Linked DNA regions of Mus musculus: regions 1, 3 and 4 are each linked to region 2. A link is a contact called in public HiChIP or PLAC-seq data. All regions are on one chromosome and are shown on one strand. The core of a region is the stretch at or near the end of the contact, and the rest is flanking DNA. Distances in the headings are between cores, read along the strand shown. Region 1 holds the start of Fkbp4 (FK506 binding protein 4). Region 2 holds the start of Ndufa9 (NADH:ubiquinone oxidoreductase subunit A9). Region 3 holds the start of Tnfrsf1a (tumor necrosis factor receptor superfamily, member 1a). Region 4 holds the start of Scnn1a (sodium channel, nonvoltage-gated 1 alpha).

The links. HiChIP or PLAC-seq counts read pairs in DNA pulled down with a chosen protein or histone mark.
Region 1: a FOXA1 HiChIP or PLAC-seq map of pancreatic cancer cells shows a contact between it and region 2. The contact joins the promoter of Fkbp4 here to the promoter of Ndufa9 in region 2. A contact is called at or near these places in 1 of 39 promoter capture datasets (pre-B cells), 3 of 115 datasets of contacts at active chromatin or transcription factors (large pre-B cells, pancreatic cancer cells and thymic regulatory T cells) and 1 of 9 other capture datasets (liver).
Region 3: a contact with region 2 is called in an H3K27ac HiChIP or PLAC-seq map of embryonic stem cells, with 4 times the contacts expected there. The contact joins the promoter of Tnfrsf1a here to the promoter of Ndufa9 in region 2. A contact is called at or near these places in 1 of 39 promoter capture datasets (hippocampal neurons) and 1 of 115 datasets of contacts at active chromatin or transcription factors (embryonic stem cells).
Region 4: a contact with region 2 is called in an HNF4G HiChIP or PLAC-seq map of pancreatic cancer cells. The contact joins the promoter of Scnn1a here to the promoter of Ndufa9 in region 2. A contact is called at or near these places in 1 of 39 promoter capture datasets (hippocampal neurons) and 1 of 115 datasets of contacts at active chromatin or transcription factors (pancreatic cancer cells).

What each region holds. Positions count from the first base shown.
Region 1 is chr6:128,436,856-128,440,024 of GRCm38.p6, reverse strand. Fkbp4 (FK506 binding protein 4) reads left to right here and starts at 1,369. Exons shown (of 10, transcript NM_010219.4): 1 at 1,369-1,619. The coding sequence starts at 1,515. Gm10069 (predicted gene 10069) reads right to left here and starts at 1,268. Exons shown (of 5, transcript NR_028593.1): 1 at 638-1,268; 2 at 329-510.
Region 2 is chr6:126,847,770-126,851,044 of GRCm38.p6, reverse strand. It overlaps Ndufa9 (NADH:ubiquinone oxidoreductase subunit A9), which reads left to right and starts at 1,901. Exons shown (of 11, transcript NM_025358.3): 1 at 1,901-1,981. The coding sequence starts at 1,933.
Region 3 is chr6:125,348,208-125,351,453 of GRCm38.p6, reverse strand. Tnfrsf1a (tumor necrosis factor receptor superfamily, member 1a) reads right to left here and starts at 1,731. Exons shown (of 10, transcript NM_011609.4): 1 at 1,392-1,731. The coding sequence starts at 1,430.
Region 4 is chr6:125,319,374-125,322,744 of GRCm38.p6, reverse strand. Scnn1a (sodium channel, nonvoltage-gated 1 alpha) reads right to left here and starts at 1,405. Exons shown (of 12, transcript NM_011324.2): 1 at 371-1,405. The coding sequence starts at 864.

The DNA.
Region 1 (3,169 bases), core at 120-2,619, 1.6 Mb before region 2:
ATCATAATAAGGGTTATTATTATTTCACTTCTTTGGGAGGGATAATAGGGCACAAGTGTGGATGTCAAAAGACAACTTTGAAGGGGTTTTCTCAATACTGTGGGTGTTAGGGATAAAACCCAGGTCTAAAGACTTTCAAAAGCACCAACATCCACTGAGCCATCTCGCAGGCACCATATAATAACTAGCTTATTGCCTACTTAAACGCCATCACTTGCGTTGGACCACGAACAGCACCATGCTGGGCACACAGAGACAAAAAGTTCATTACACTGGAATGAAAACTCGCAAAGCCAATAATACAATAGGCAGGTCTGATAGCACTCACCAGGCTGTATAACTGGGTACTAAACTGCTGGGCAGAGTCAGGACCTCTCCAGACAGATCTTCCATCAAGCCAGCACTGTTCCGGTAATCAGAACTTCATGGTTTTAGCCACACAGACTCAGAACTCCACAGGCATCTCATAGGAGCAGCGAGCAGGTTGAGAAAACCTTCCTTCCTATTCACCTTTAGTAAAGAGGGGGAAGGGGGAAAAAATTTTTTTTTCGCGTGAGCTGAAACCATTTTGTGTGCCAGTACTAACCAAAAAAGGCTGATTAGTATGGTGGGAGAAAAGGAATTTTAACACACGTACCTCCACTTACAAGTCTATGGCTCTTATAAATCTGCTCATGGCATTTTTGCGGTGGGCCTGCCAGGCTGCAGGGAGGGCAAAGTTGTGTCCGATCTGTGCACCTGGGCTGAAACTGTCCCTACGGGGCCCACACTTTCAATCCCTCGACCTCTCTTTCCCACACTGCTCAGGTGCCCACGCCTGGAACCATGGGCATCTGTGGCACAATCACGGGAGGCCGATCTTTGCCACTTCACATCTGACTGCCTGTCTCCAGCTATTCCGCTGTGGGCCTGGGTGAGCAGGGCCGGCCACGAGGCAGGCCCGGACTTGGGAGGCTCGCCACTTGGAGTCCTGAGGATAGAGAAGGATCTGGAAAAATCGCTTAGACGCGGGCAGAGGGGTGGGGTAAGGGTGGGGGTGGGGCGGAACGACATAGGGAAGATTGTGATCCCAGAGGTCCTGGTGTAGGAGGAGGGCACTCCTAGGGGCCATCAACCAGAAAAGCAAATCTTAACAAAAACGACACAAACAAACAAAAAAACCAAACCACTCCAGTACCCTCAGTCCAAGAGCCTCAACCCGTTTAACCGCTTCTCTAGAAAGTTCTCCGCTCCCGCCCCTTTGCAGCCCGCTCGTGCCGCTCCTCCCTGCCCCGCCCCCGAGGCGGAGGGGACCAATTGCAGGCCGGGCCGCGCCAGGCCCGCCCCTCGGCGTCACCCCACTCGGCCGCCGCCGGCGAGCGCGCGGATAGCCGGGTGCGCGAGCCTGGAGCGCGGTTCGAGGTGGGCAGCGCCGCCTTCCGCCGCACGCCGCCCCGTCGCTCACTCCGGTCGGCGGCCAGAGTGCCGTGCTCGCGCTTGCCACACTCTCGCAGCCAACGGTGCGCCCAGCGGCCATGACCGCCGAGGAGATGAAGGCGGCGGAGAACGGGGCGCAGTCGGCGCCCCTGCCTCTCGAAGGAGTGGACATCAGCCCCAAACAGGACGAGGGCGTGCTCAAGGTGAGGGGCCGCGGAGTCCTCGGCTGCAGGCTCATGGGCCTTGGGGGTACCGCGGCCGGAGGATGGGGGGGATTCGTCTTCCCTGCGCAGGCTGCAGCCCTGAAAACGGCACGGCGGCTGCACGCTCCGGAGGGTGCGGCCCGGGTCCGGGAAGAAGCCCCCACTGCAACGCCAACTCGATCCGGCTGCACTGTGCGGCTGAGAGGGGCGGAGCGGAGCGCGAGAGCCGCTGCCAGGGGGCCCGGGCGGGGTGCACGAGGCTCGGGCGCGCCGAGGGACTCAGGCCTCGCCTCCCGGGAACCCCTCGGCCGCAGCGTGCGCCGTCCACCTGGACGAAGGTGCGCCAGGGCTCGCCCACTTGAAAGTTAAACATTAGCTAGGACCTGAAACGGCTCCCGGGAGCAGGTTCCTGGCCCAAAGCCCTTTGTGCCTTTCTGCGCCCCTTTTGCAATCGCCGAGATCCAGCGAGGTCACGGGCTCGGCCATGCTGTGCCCCCTTTCTCGGCCCGGGGAGAGCGAGAGCGATGCATGCCGGGACCTGTAGTTCCTCGCCTGCCCCTCCTGAGTCTTTCTGAGTTGGGGGGTACTGGGTGCTGGCCATGGGGGGAGGTGCATTGCCTTAGAGCCAGCGGCTCACTAATCGCCTGACTGCAAATAGCCCGAGGAGCGAGGGGGAGGGCGCCCTGACCCGGGTCGGGACAATGGACGCCGTTTCAGAGCAGGTTCTGCCAGCAGTCCAGGACGGTGAAATCCTAACCTGCATTGCATGTCTCCCTGCATCCATTGTTTCTCCTCCGTGAGTCCCATTGCTCAGTTTCTAGTGTGTGTGGCTTGTGCAAACCAGAGACCTTAGGGAGCCTCGTTGGTCCAGAAATGCTCCTGGCTTTTTACCTCAACTCTTGCTGCTCCCCGTGAACATGTGGCCCTTTCTCCTTTGCGCTAGGTTCTGATTCCCAGACGGGGTCTGTTCCTCTTTTATCCTCCATTCCTTCGCGGGGCCCTGTACATTCTTATCAAGGAAGCCTTAGAGGATGGGTTCCATATCTACCTATTGGCTCTCCTATGGGGTCACCATATATAAGAATGTTAAGCAGAAATAGACGCCTGCCTATACACGCAGGAGAGATAAAGGACTCCTTGGCTTGCCAGACAGGTAGTTTCCCTTCCCACATGTAGTTTCCAGCGCCTGATACAGAGCCTTTGTGCTCGGCTGTAATCTGGTCCTTCCTTTTTCCCAGTTTTGAGGGGATCTTTTTCTTTTCATTACTCCTGTTCCTTTCTATTCAAACCAGACCCTGATCTGGTGATCCACTACTTTCTATCAGGTTTTTGTTTTTATTTTTGTTTTCCCCCAAACACCTCTGGAGGATAGGGGTTGTCCTCAATGCCTGACCGATAAGTTCTGGATAGTTTAGCAACTTGTCCAAAACCATAGACAAAACTTGAACCCAAATTATATGCAGTTCTCTAAAGCAAGACCTGGAGGGAGATGGCTAGGGAGGTTAGTTGAATCTAAGCTAATCACTGGTATCCATCATTTGAAGACTAAG
Region 2 (3,275 bases), core at 652-3,151:
CTTAAAGACCCCAAAGGGTTTCAGCCCAAAGAGGACAGGGGTACCACAGGAAGACCAACAAAGTCAACTACCCTGAACCCTTGGGGGCTCCCAGAGACTGAACCACCAACCAAAGAGCAAGCATGTGCCAGAATATATGTAGCAGATGTGCAGCTTGGTCTTCATATGGTTTCCCCAACTAGAGACTTGTCCTTGAATCTGCTGCCTGCCTGCCTGCCTGCCTGCCTGCTTGCCTGCCTGCCTGCCTGTGGATCCCATGCCCCTAACTGGGCTGCCTTGGCCTTGTCTGGCCTCGGCGAGGTGAGAAAGGATGTGCCTGCAGTGACTAGATGTGTGGGGGTGGGGGTGATACTCAGAGGGGAACACCCCCTTCTCAAAGGAGAAGGGGAGAATGGGGGTAGGATCTTCGTGAGGGGGAACTGGGAGGAGAAAGGGGAGGGGACTGACATTGGGATGTAAAGTGAATAAATATATTAAAATGTTTTCAGGTGATGGTCACAAAGACGATAGGGCACACACAAAGGTGGATAATAAATGGCTATTTAGAGGGCTAAGGATAGCCCAGGGTAATCTTGGATCTGCAACACTCCTTTCTCTATTATTATTATTACAGTTTTAATCAATTAATCAGCCTTTCTAGAAAGTTCAGAACTTGCAGCTTCTTTCTGGGAACTTCAGTTTGCAAGCCCATGTCTTTTACTCAGGTATAGCTAGAGGATGACTGGAATCAAGTTTTTTAATTTTTTAAAATTTGAGACAAGGTCACCTAGGCTGGCCTGGATCTCCCTATCCTCCTGTCCCTGCCTTCCAAGAGCTGGGATTATAGGCAGGGACCACCAGAGCCTGAAAAAAGATTTTTAAATGCAAGTGGTTCTATTTTCTCAGAACATCCCGAGGCTCCAGGTAAATCTTTGCAGAACAACACAGATTTTCAAAGAGGCCCAGTTTTTAAAAAAGCTGCTCTGGGTAAAGCCAGCAGTTTTTCCATAAGAAAAATATGTTGAATGTCAAGCATAGCATGCGATTTTATATCACATTTCAGGTGATTCACGTTTCAAAACCATTTATAAATCTCTGGATCAGCCCAGGGTGGTGACTCCTACCTGAAGCAGAGAGCTGTACCACAAGTTCGAAGCCAACTAGGACTTCAAAGGGAGACCCTGTCTCAAAAATTCCAAAAATAGAACTTCTCGTTTCATAATTCAGTTAGTGATGAGTGTGCTTCAATAAACAAAATTCACGACCGAACAAACACATAAACCCCAGCCAATCAAATTCACGACACAGAGACTGATCACCGCGTTGGAAAAGGTGATCAGAAGTCCCTGGTGAGGTCATCTATGAGTGGAATTGAATTGGTGCAGACATCTAAGTATGCATTCTATGAAAGGGGACAGTGAACACTAACGCCCTGCAAAAGGATGTTCCTGGCGGCGTTGGCGTGCGAGGGGCTTAGGGTGGGGGCGCCTCTGCATTTCTATTTAACTCCCCCACTTGTACACTGTACGCAGACCCTATTACACCTTTTTCCTCCGTGCAACTCCTTGAGTGCAGGGGCACCCTTCCTTCTTACCCCTGCAGAGCTGTCTGACTCTTTTTGGTAATTAGCCCATAGAAAAAGGGTCTTTGAAAGCTGGCCATTTTGCATGCCCTTGAGTCAGTCCTTGGTTAACTCTGAAATGCAGATTCCCCGGAAATATCAGGTGGTCTTCACAACCCATTCCAAAACCGGGACTGTATTTTCCCCTGCCTTCTCCTCCTCTTTTTCTTTTTCTCTCCTCTGCTTTTACTCCCAGGCTCTCTTATCAACCATCAACCTGCCACTTCCGTTCCCAGTTGGCGTTTGCGCAGAGAGGTCCTTGAGATACCATTTGACCCCGCGTTGTTGCCGTAGTTGGCGGAAGCACCGGCCGTGAGGCATTGTGGGAGAAGATGGCGGCCGCCGTCCGCTTTCGGGTTGTTAGAGCGCTTCCAATGTCACGTAAGTGTCACCGGGGACCGGGTCTTGGGGTTGCATTCGGCGACGGGAACATGACCTTTCTTCCTCATACTCTTGGCTCATGTGTGAAACTGCACTCGGCAAGGGGACGGAGAGCTGGAGGAGCTGGGAGGGACGAGGAGAACCCGGACACTGACAGGTTCGAGATAGTGCGTGGATTGTGGGGAAGGTTGCGGTCCAAGAGAGTACTTATCCAGGGGAAAGGGGGCTTGGACGGCAGGACATCGATTGACTTCATGGTGGTGATCGCACTGGAAATCAGAATCCGCGCCACAGATGTCAGGTTGTGGCGGTAGGGACTGCAGCAGCGAGAGATGGTTGTGGAGAGTCGGGAGCTGGGTGGAAAGAAAAGTGAAGGACCGCTTAGAATTTGTCAGCGTTGTTTATTTACTCTTCTGTCGTGATTGAATGTGTTCACAGCCCTCAAATCGAAACCATGCATTTGCACCTGCAGATCAAGGGAGGCAAAGCATTCAGTCGTTACAGTTCACGGCCCTTCCACTCTCCACGCCACAAACATGCCCGCTTCACTTACAGTTTTCCATAGTGTGTTTTTAAAAAACTCGTTACAGAATGTCAAGTCATTCTCAAAATCGCTTCATGTCAGACCACGTAGAAGAGCTTTTGTTCTTAGGGTAGTGGGAGCAGGAAATTCCAACAGACGCTAAGCTGGGGTCAGATGTCCTTATGCCATTGCTAAAGCCATCACCACTTCTTTGCCATGTCCATTGCTTCTTTCTTCATGTCCCCAACTGAGCCCACACTACTGAAAGTAGACAAAACATGGCCATTCCCAAGAAGTTTTTTATTAGGCCCTCTGCCACACTACAGGGAAAAACAGCACAGAAGAGGGTCTCCCGGGAGACTCGCTAGATAGGCAGAGAAGGGATATTTGGAGCAATCACAGCCTATCCTCTTTAGTACCAGTCACAGTTGGCCCTCTGTGCATGTTCTCTAACCTCAGAAATGAGTACAGGGTCATCTAGAATTGGGTTGTAACAGCATAAAAATCTGGGACAAACTGTTTGAGGTGACCTGGCCGAGGAGGGGCTTTCAGGAGTCAGGGCTGCTTGGTTCATGTAGTTTCCCCAAGGCATCCATGTGATTGATATTCAGGGTTTCTGGTGCTGCCATTAGGGCTGATTGATAGTCTTCTGCTCAGATAATCAGAATAGCAAGAGATAGTCCAACAGCTGCTAATTAGGGAGTCAGCTGTTCCTGTACCCCAGTCTTTTTTATTTACTGTAAATGAACATCAAAGGAGCTTTAGAGTAGG
Region 3 (3,246 bases), core at 482-2,981, 1.5 Mb after region 2:
TGCTAGAGATGAGAAGAGAGAAGCCAAGCTGAGTCCTTTCTGTTTGTGGCATACTTCTTACTCCCCTTTGGGATCATTCACCTAATCTGAATTGGACCTAGCAGGGAAGGAAATGAATAAATATTTAACACAAATCCATCTACTCAATCTTAATAACAACTATGAGGTACTGATCATTGTAGACATTTTGGAAATAAAAGAAACAAAAAGCGGGGGAGTCACATCACATGCCTGCGTTCATGAGGGTAAGGGTGCTGGGCTGAGCCCTAAATCCAGGTGATCTACCCCTAAAGAGAAAAGAATTAAGTGGGTGGGGGAGTTGGAGAACAGCCAGAGGGGCAGCCTTGACAAGTCTCCCAGGAGAGACTGGGAGACAGGACAGGACCAGGAGAAGGGAGGTGACACCCAGGCAGGGTTCTAGGACCACTGCTTTAGAATGGTGTGTAGAGAAAGGGAAGGGAATAGACACAAAGGAGCCACCCCCACCCCCCCACCCCACCCCCGCAAGGAGGCTCTGGAGACTGACCAGAAGAGAATGAGGAGTGAAAGGGGAGGGAGAAAAAGGCAGGTCTCAGGGATAACGCTGGGCCAGGGAGAGGCAGGACCCAGAGAACACTGCGCCGATGGTACAGCCCACCCAGACAGCCAGGGAGCCCCCAGGATCTACACAGAATAATTATGGACACACAGAAATCAAGAGAACATGAACACTAGGCCGAGGCCAGAGAAAAGTACATTTTCCAGTGACGAAAACAAGCTGCTACCAACTTCCCCAATTGGAACTGTGGAATTGGAAACCGTGAGACTGACTTTTGGGTCTGTGGGGAGGGAGCAGGAGGATACATGGCCTAGATAAAGAGGTATTAGCTACTTAAGGAGGGTCACGCCAGGAGGGACCTCTTGTCTGGAAGCAGAAATGGAGGCGGCAGAAGGTCAGAGGCTGTCTCAGGGAGAAGTCTGGGACCGGAAGGCTGCCCAGCTTTGTCCAGTTTCGGGTCCACTCCCAAGCACGCTTTCCCAAACTCGTCCCGCCAAAGCGGTTCTCCTAGCACCCAGTCTTCCAACACCCTGCCCCACGCTGTTCAACCTCGGCCAGAGAAAGAAGGCTTCTCCGTCTAACTCCACTGGCCGAGCAGCTGGCCTGACCACAGCCCAACACGGGCCAGGACCTTGACTGTCAGGGGCCCAGGCTTGCCAGCTTGGCTTGCCAGATTCTCTCCCTCTCAGATTTCTCCCTTCCACATCTCAGGGCAGCCCCAGGTGAGGCACAGCAAACCTGGCGTCAAACTAAAGCACAGAAGCCCCTGCCCCCATCTCTACCCCTAGTACAAGCCCACTCCTGCCCGGCGCCTCGCTAGCAACCCACCCTCCCCTCCAGTCTCCCATCTCACCAGTGACAGCAGCAGGCCAGGCACGGTGGGGAGACCCATGTCCGGCCGGCAGTGGCCTCTCACTCCCCCATTGGGGCTGGGGACAGGGCAGCAATTGACAACGCTCGTGAATGAAGTAAGATGATCGGACCAGGTGGCCCGGGCGATGGCAGCCTGGGCCTCGAGTTCGAGAAGCTGAAAGTCAGAGGCAGATAGAGATCAGGGTACGGTCCTCCAGGACCTCGCACCCAGTAGGCCCGATCATGAGCCAGAGTTCGGAAAACTCGGAGAAAATTTAAGCTGAGGGGAGAGAGAAGGTAGGAGGGGAAGGGAGAGTGGCGGGGGTGGTGTTGCAAGAGCGGGACCGGAAGAGCCTGGGGAGAGGCGAGGGAGGAGGAGGGAGGGAACTAGGAGGAGTGAGGAGAGGGCCAAGGTTCTTTAACGCTTTGTAGCCCGGGTCCCGTAGCTTGGCGCCCCAAACCCACTTAACACCACTTAAGAGCTTGAGAGTCCACAGAATTCCAGTTCGGACTCCTTTGCTTTTGAAGTGGGTGAGCTTAGACCGGTGGACTAACCCCTCTAAGCCTGTTGTCAATTTCACGGAAGGAAGCCAGCCCACCTATCTCACGGGACGGCAGGCGGGAGTTATTAGGGGGAGGGCAATATCTGATGCTCGCCCGCCGAGAACTCCTTTGCTTCGCGCTCTCCCTCCCTCTGAGTTCCCTCTAATCGCACTTTCTTGGACGTTTACCCAGTCAGCCCAAACCGGGAGGGAAATCAAATGTTCTTTTCTACCCTGCCTGGGTCCTGACCCAAGGTCACTCCCACTGACTCTCATCTGTGTCTTCCAGACAAGTCCCTCAGCTGCCCACCATGGCTCGGTCACCAACGGTGGGGCACGGGTGAGGGGGTGTCAGGCAGCACCCTCTCCTAAGCCTTGGTTGTCTCCCCAGTTGTTAATTTGGAGTGAAAAGTGCCTGCCCTGACATAGCAAAGAGAAGCCATGAGAATTCAGGCTTCTGTAAAGGGCTCCCAGGGCCCCCTTTCCAACCTGTGTGAAATAGGGTTTCATTTAGCCCAAGCCGGCTGGCCTCAAACTCACTGTCTAGCTGAGGCTGGCCTTGTACTTCTCATCCTCCCACCTCCTACCTGCTGAGACTACAGGTGTGCACCACCACACCCAGCTCTAGATATCCTGATGCATCCGTTGGGACTGACCTCAAAGATAGTTATACCACAGTCTGTAGCTTTAGGGGTGAGGAAAAAGCCACGGGACTCTGCACACTGGGAGGCTGATCTCGGAGAATCAGGATGCCAGCCGAGCTCCTACTGCAAGGCCCACAGTTCTCTCTGTCCTTTTGAGTAAGACCTTACCTTCTGATAGCATCCCTTACTAGGGATGGCTGCCTCCTGCCATCCCCATTTGGGCAGGTCTTCAGTGCAATGGAACCCTGTAACACCCGGACACTATTCACTCGAGTGCCCTTGAGACTCAATGACCTTCTTTATGCATGCCAGTTCAACCAACCTGCGGTCCTTTAAAAGCAGCTGAGACTTTGAGACTTGGAGGGAAAACCCAGGAATAGGGGCATAGGGCTTGGGGACTTGGAACCAGAGCTCCTGGCCCTTCTCCCTGTGAGCTACCCTGACTTCCAACCTCCAGTATCCTAACCCTGCTGTCTCCTCTCCTCTGTGACCCTGAAGGCAGAGCGGAAGACCAGCTGGAGGTGTCCCTGCTGCTGGAAGCTCACCCCCCTCTATCAGACTGGCCAGTTTTCAATGGGAGCAAGCCAGGAAAAAGAAATGGTGTGTGTGGGTATGTGGTCGGGGGTGGAGGTGGGGCTTCCCCAGCATAGATGAGGCCTTAAGTTTATCC
Region 4 (3,371 bases), core at 156-2,655, 1.5 Mb after region 2:
AGCCCTTAAAGGTCAGAGACCTGGGCAGGCGGGTAGGGCAGCTGAGTGGTGATCCCCTGCACAGGTCAGCAGGAGACTTCGGGGACAGCTGACGATGGACCTCTTTTCCATTCCACTCTCCTACTCTTCATCCCACTCCCATGGTGCCTACTCCCCAGCACAGCAAATATCCCCTCTGCACAAAGATCTTATCCACCTCTATAGCACCTGCAAGGCCTTGACCTCTCAGCTCTCTGGCCTCACAGCTCCATGACCACTTTTGTTTGCTCTCCGGCTTGCTTGCTTTTGTGCTGCTGAGTGTAGAACTCGGGGCCCTGTGCACGCTAAACCCATGCACTAGCATTGAGCCACCCCTCTCTCTGCGACTGACCTGTAAGGATTAAGGGTGCACACAGTGACGGCAGGGAAGACCAGCTTGTCCGAATTGAGGTTGATGTTGAGACTCACGGGGTAGCTGAAGTATTCCTCGAACAGCAAAGCAAACTGCCAGTACATCATGCCGAAGGTGCAGAGCCAGAGCACCGCCCAGAAGGCCGTCTTCATGCGGTTGTGCTTGGAGCACACCAGGCGGATGGCACCGTGGATGGTGGTATTGTTGCAGAAGAACTGGAAGAGCTCCCGGTAGGAGCGGTGGAACTCGATCAGTGCCTCCTCCTCCTCGGTGGGCTGCCGGGGCTCTGAGGGTTCCGGGCCCAGCGCCTGTTCTTCACGCTTGTCCCCCTTGCCCAGTCCTTGCATGGGCAGAGGAGGACAAAGGTCTTGCTCCTTGAAATTGTTGCCCTTCATGGATCCCTTCGGTGAGTTGGAGACGTCAAGGTCTAGGTCAAGGTTGAGCTCAGGGGCTCTGGTGTGGTCCAGCATCATTAGTATGGAGGCAGAATGGGGCCGTCCGTGACGGTGCCCGCATCCCACGCTGAGTTCCCTCTTCCTCAGTCCTCCCACCCTCCTCCACCTCTCCAGGAGCCAGCTGACCTTCTGGAGTTGGGGCCAACCAGGCAGCACGGAGCTTCACTGGAGTGGCCACAGAGCGAAGTGGTCACAGCGAAGGCCACCTTCGTTTGCCCGCTAGCGCCTCCCTGGGTCTCCACAGCAGGCACCCTGTCTGGCTTAGCGCCTCTCCCTCTTGCCCCTTTTTCCTCCCGGACTGTTTGACTCTCCGGCTTTCACGCCCTCTTGGCCCAGCTGACTCCCGCTTCTCTTTGGGTCTCCCTCTCTGTGCCAGGCTCTCTGATCCTGCCTCACTTCCTTTCCTGCCTTCCCTATCTCCTCCTGGGTCCTCTTCTCTAGGCTCTCTAGCCCTGGCCTCCAGCTCCCTGCTACCTCCTTCTCTGCCTCGGGGACCGTGGGTTGCAGGAGGCCGGAGCTGCCTCCTGCTCCCGGCTCCAGGTGTGGCTGGGCTGTGACTGGTTCCTTTCCAGTTAAATCTGGCAGCCGAGCCTCTCCACCCTCTCACCTGACAGGTGCAGTGCCTGGCTCCAGAGACCGCCCGTCGGCCACGGGCAAGGATGGGAGCGACAGAAGCCTCATTAGCATCTCAATTAAAGGTGAGCAGGGCAGAGGGAGGATCGGAGGAGGAGTCTGGTCTGGGAGCTCTCCAGGGAGGAGGGCTCTTGGGGGACAGGTGAACCAGGTACCTGCTGAAGAGTTTCGGCCAGGGATTGATGGCGAACTGACTGAAAAAGAGACTAGGGGCAGAAGACAGGTGAGGCTCAGAGAACCGGAGAAGAGAGGAAGGATTCTACACGCAAAAGCCAGGAAGGCAGAAGCGGAAGGAGGATCGCCGAGAGTAGGTGGGGAAACCAGGAGAACAGGGAAGGCAGAAAAGAGAGACAGACTGAGGAGGACTGTGCAAAGAGCTGAGGGAAGATGAAGGAGGAGGAAGAGGAGGGAGCCAGCTCCAAAGGGACTCTCCTGTCAGGCAAGATGGCTAGGGGAAAGGAAATCTAGGTGAAATTTCAGAAACCAGGGTCCCTTCTGATTGAGGTCCCTCAAGGTCATCCCAGGTCAGCCTCACACCCAGGGTCCTGGAGGAAAAAGAGAATGGGTCCCCCAAAACTGGGAGCACCTGCTGGCCCCCACCATCTTCTTCCCCATCCCCTTCCCTCTGAACTTCTCACCCCATCTACCTGGCCCTGTCCAGGCCTGGGAGGGAGGGGCCCAGGTGAAGTAGGGGGCTGGGCCAGGTCCTAGGACATTCTGTTCTTTTTGACACTATTGGCTGATAGGCCAGGAATGTGTAATGTCCCCTGTTGTGGTCACAGGGTTGCAGGAATGTGGGCACCAGAGGTAACATGTACATGGGGGCCAGGCAGAGCTCTGTGGGCACAGACCAAGAGCCCTGGGACAGGCAGGGATGGCAGACCCTGGAAGAGAACACAAGCTGTGTCTATACTGGTATCTAGGGCAAGGAGGGTGGGCACGCTGTCCTAGAAAGAAGTGGAAGCTCTTTCATCCAGGCTGTGTTTTTCTCCAAACTCTCCCTCAAGCTACCCTAGCTAGAGGAGACAGATGCAAGCAGGGACCACACAGGTGTGACAGCCTCAAAGGCTCACACCCCCAAAAGAAAGAGTGAAGAGTCATGGGAGAGCCATCCACATAGCCCAGGTCCTGCAGAGCTTGCTAGTGATAGTGCCACTTGAGCCCTGGAGAGGGCAGCCACCCAGTGCTCCAGTGTGCTCACTGGCTCTTCCTACCCTCTCTCCAGCAGCAGGAACAACAGACAGGGGTGTTCTCTGTGCTCCAGACCTACAGACACAGACCAAAGCAGCCACAGAGGTTTATGGAAAGCAACAGGTAGTTGACATACAGGGAGATGAGGGGTCTGGAGGCAGGGATAGGAACCAAGTGCTGGGGGACAGTGGGGGAAGCAACAGGAGGGACCCATTTCAAGTGACACCCTGGAGGGACTCATTTCAAGCGACACCCTGAAGACTGGCATTGCGGCTGAAGCTTGCAGAATAAACCAGACAAATAAGAGGGTCCTCTGAGCTAGTCTCATTCTTGAAATGGTCAACCTGGGTGCCGCCTGTTAGCTAGGCTGTTTGACAGACGCCTTGACACACATCCACGAAACCTTTCTGTAAGAAGAGGGAGGCAGGCTCCTTCTCCACTTCTCACACACGGAAACCGACCCTCCAAACCAATAAGCCAGTTTTCTGACATCACAAAGCGGACCAGCAGCTGTTGTAGACAGAATGCAAACAAAACATCTTTTCCTCTGACGTTGCCTCTCGTCATTTCCCTCCTGAGACAGACCAGTCATAACTCCTGGGGAACCAGCCCAGCAGGAGGGGTTTGGTCCCTCCCACACAAAGCCTATGGATTCACCCTCTCCAGGTAATGTCTCCTTGGCTGTGTGCCTCTGAGCTGTT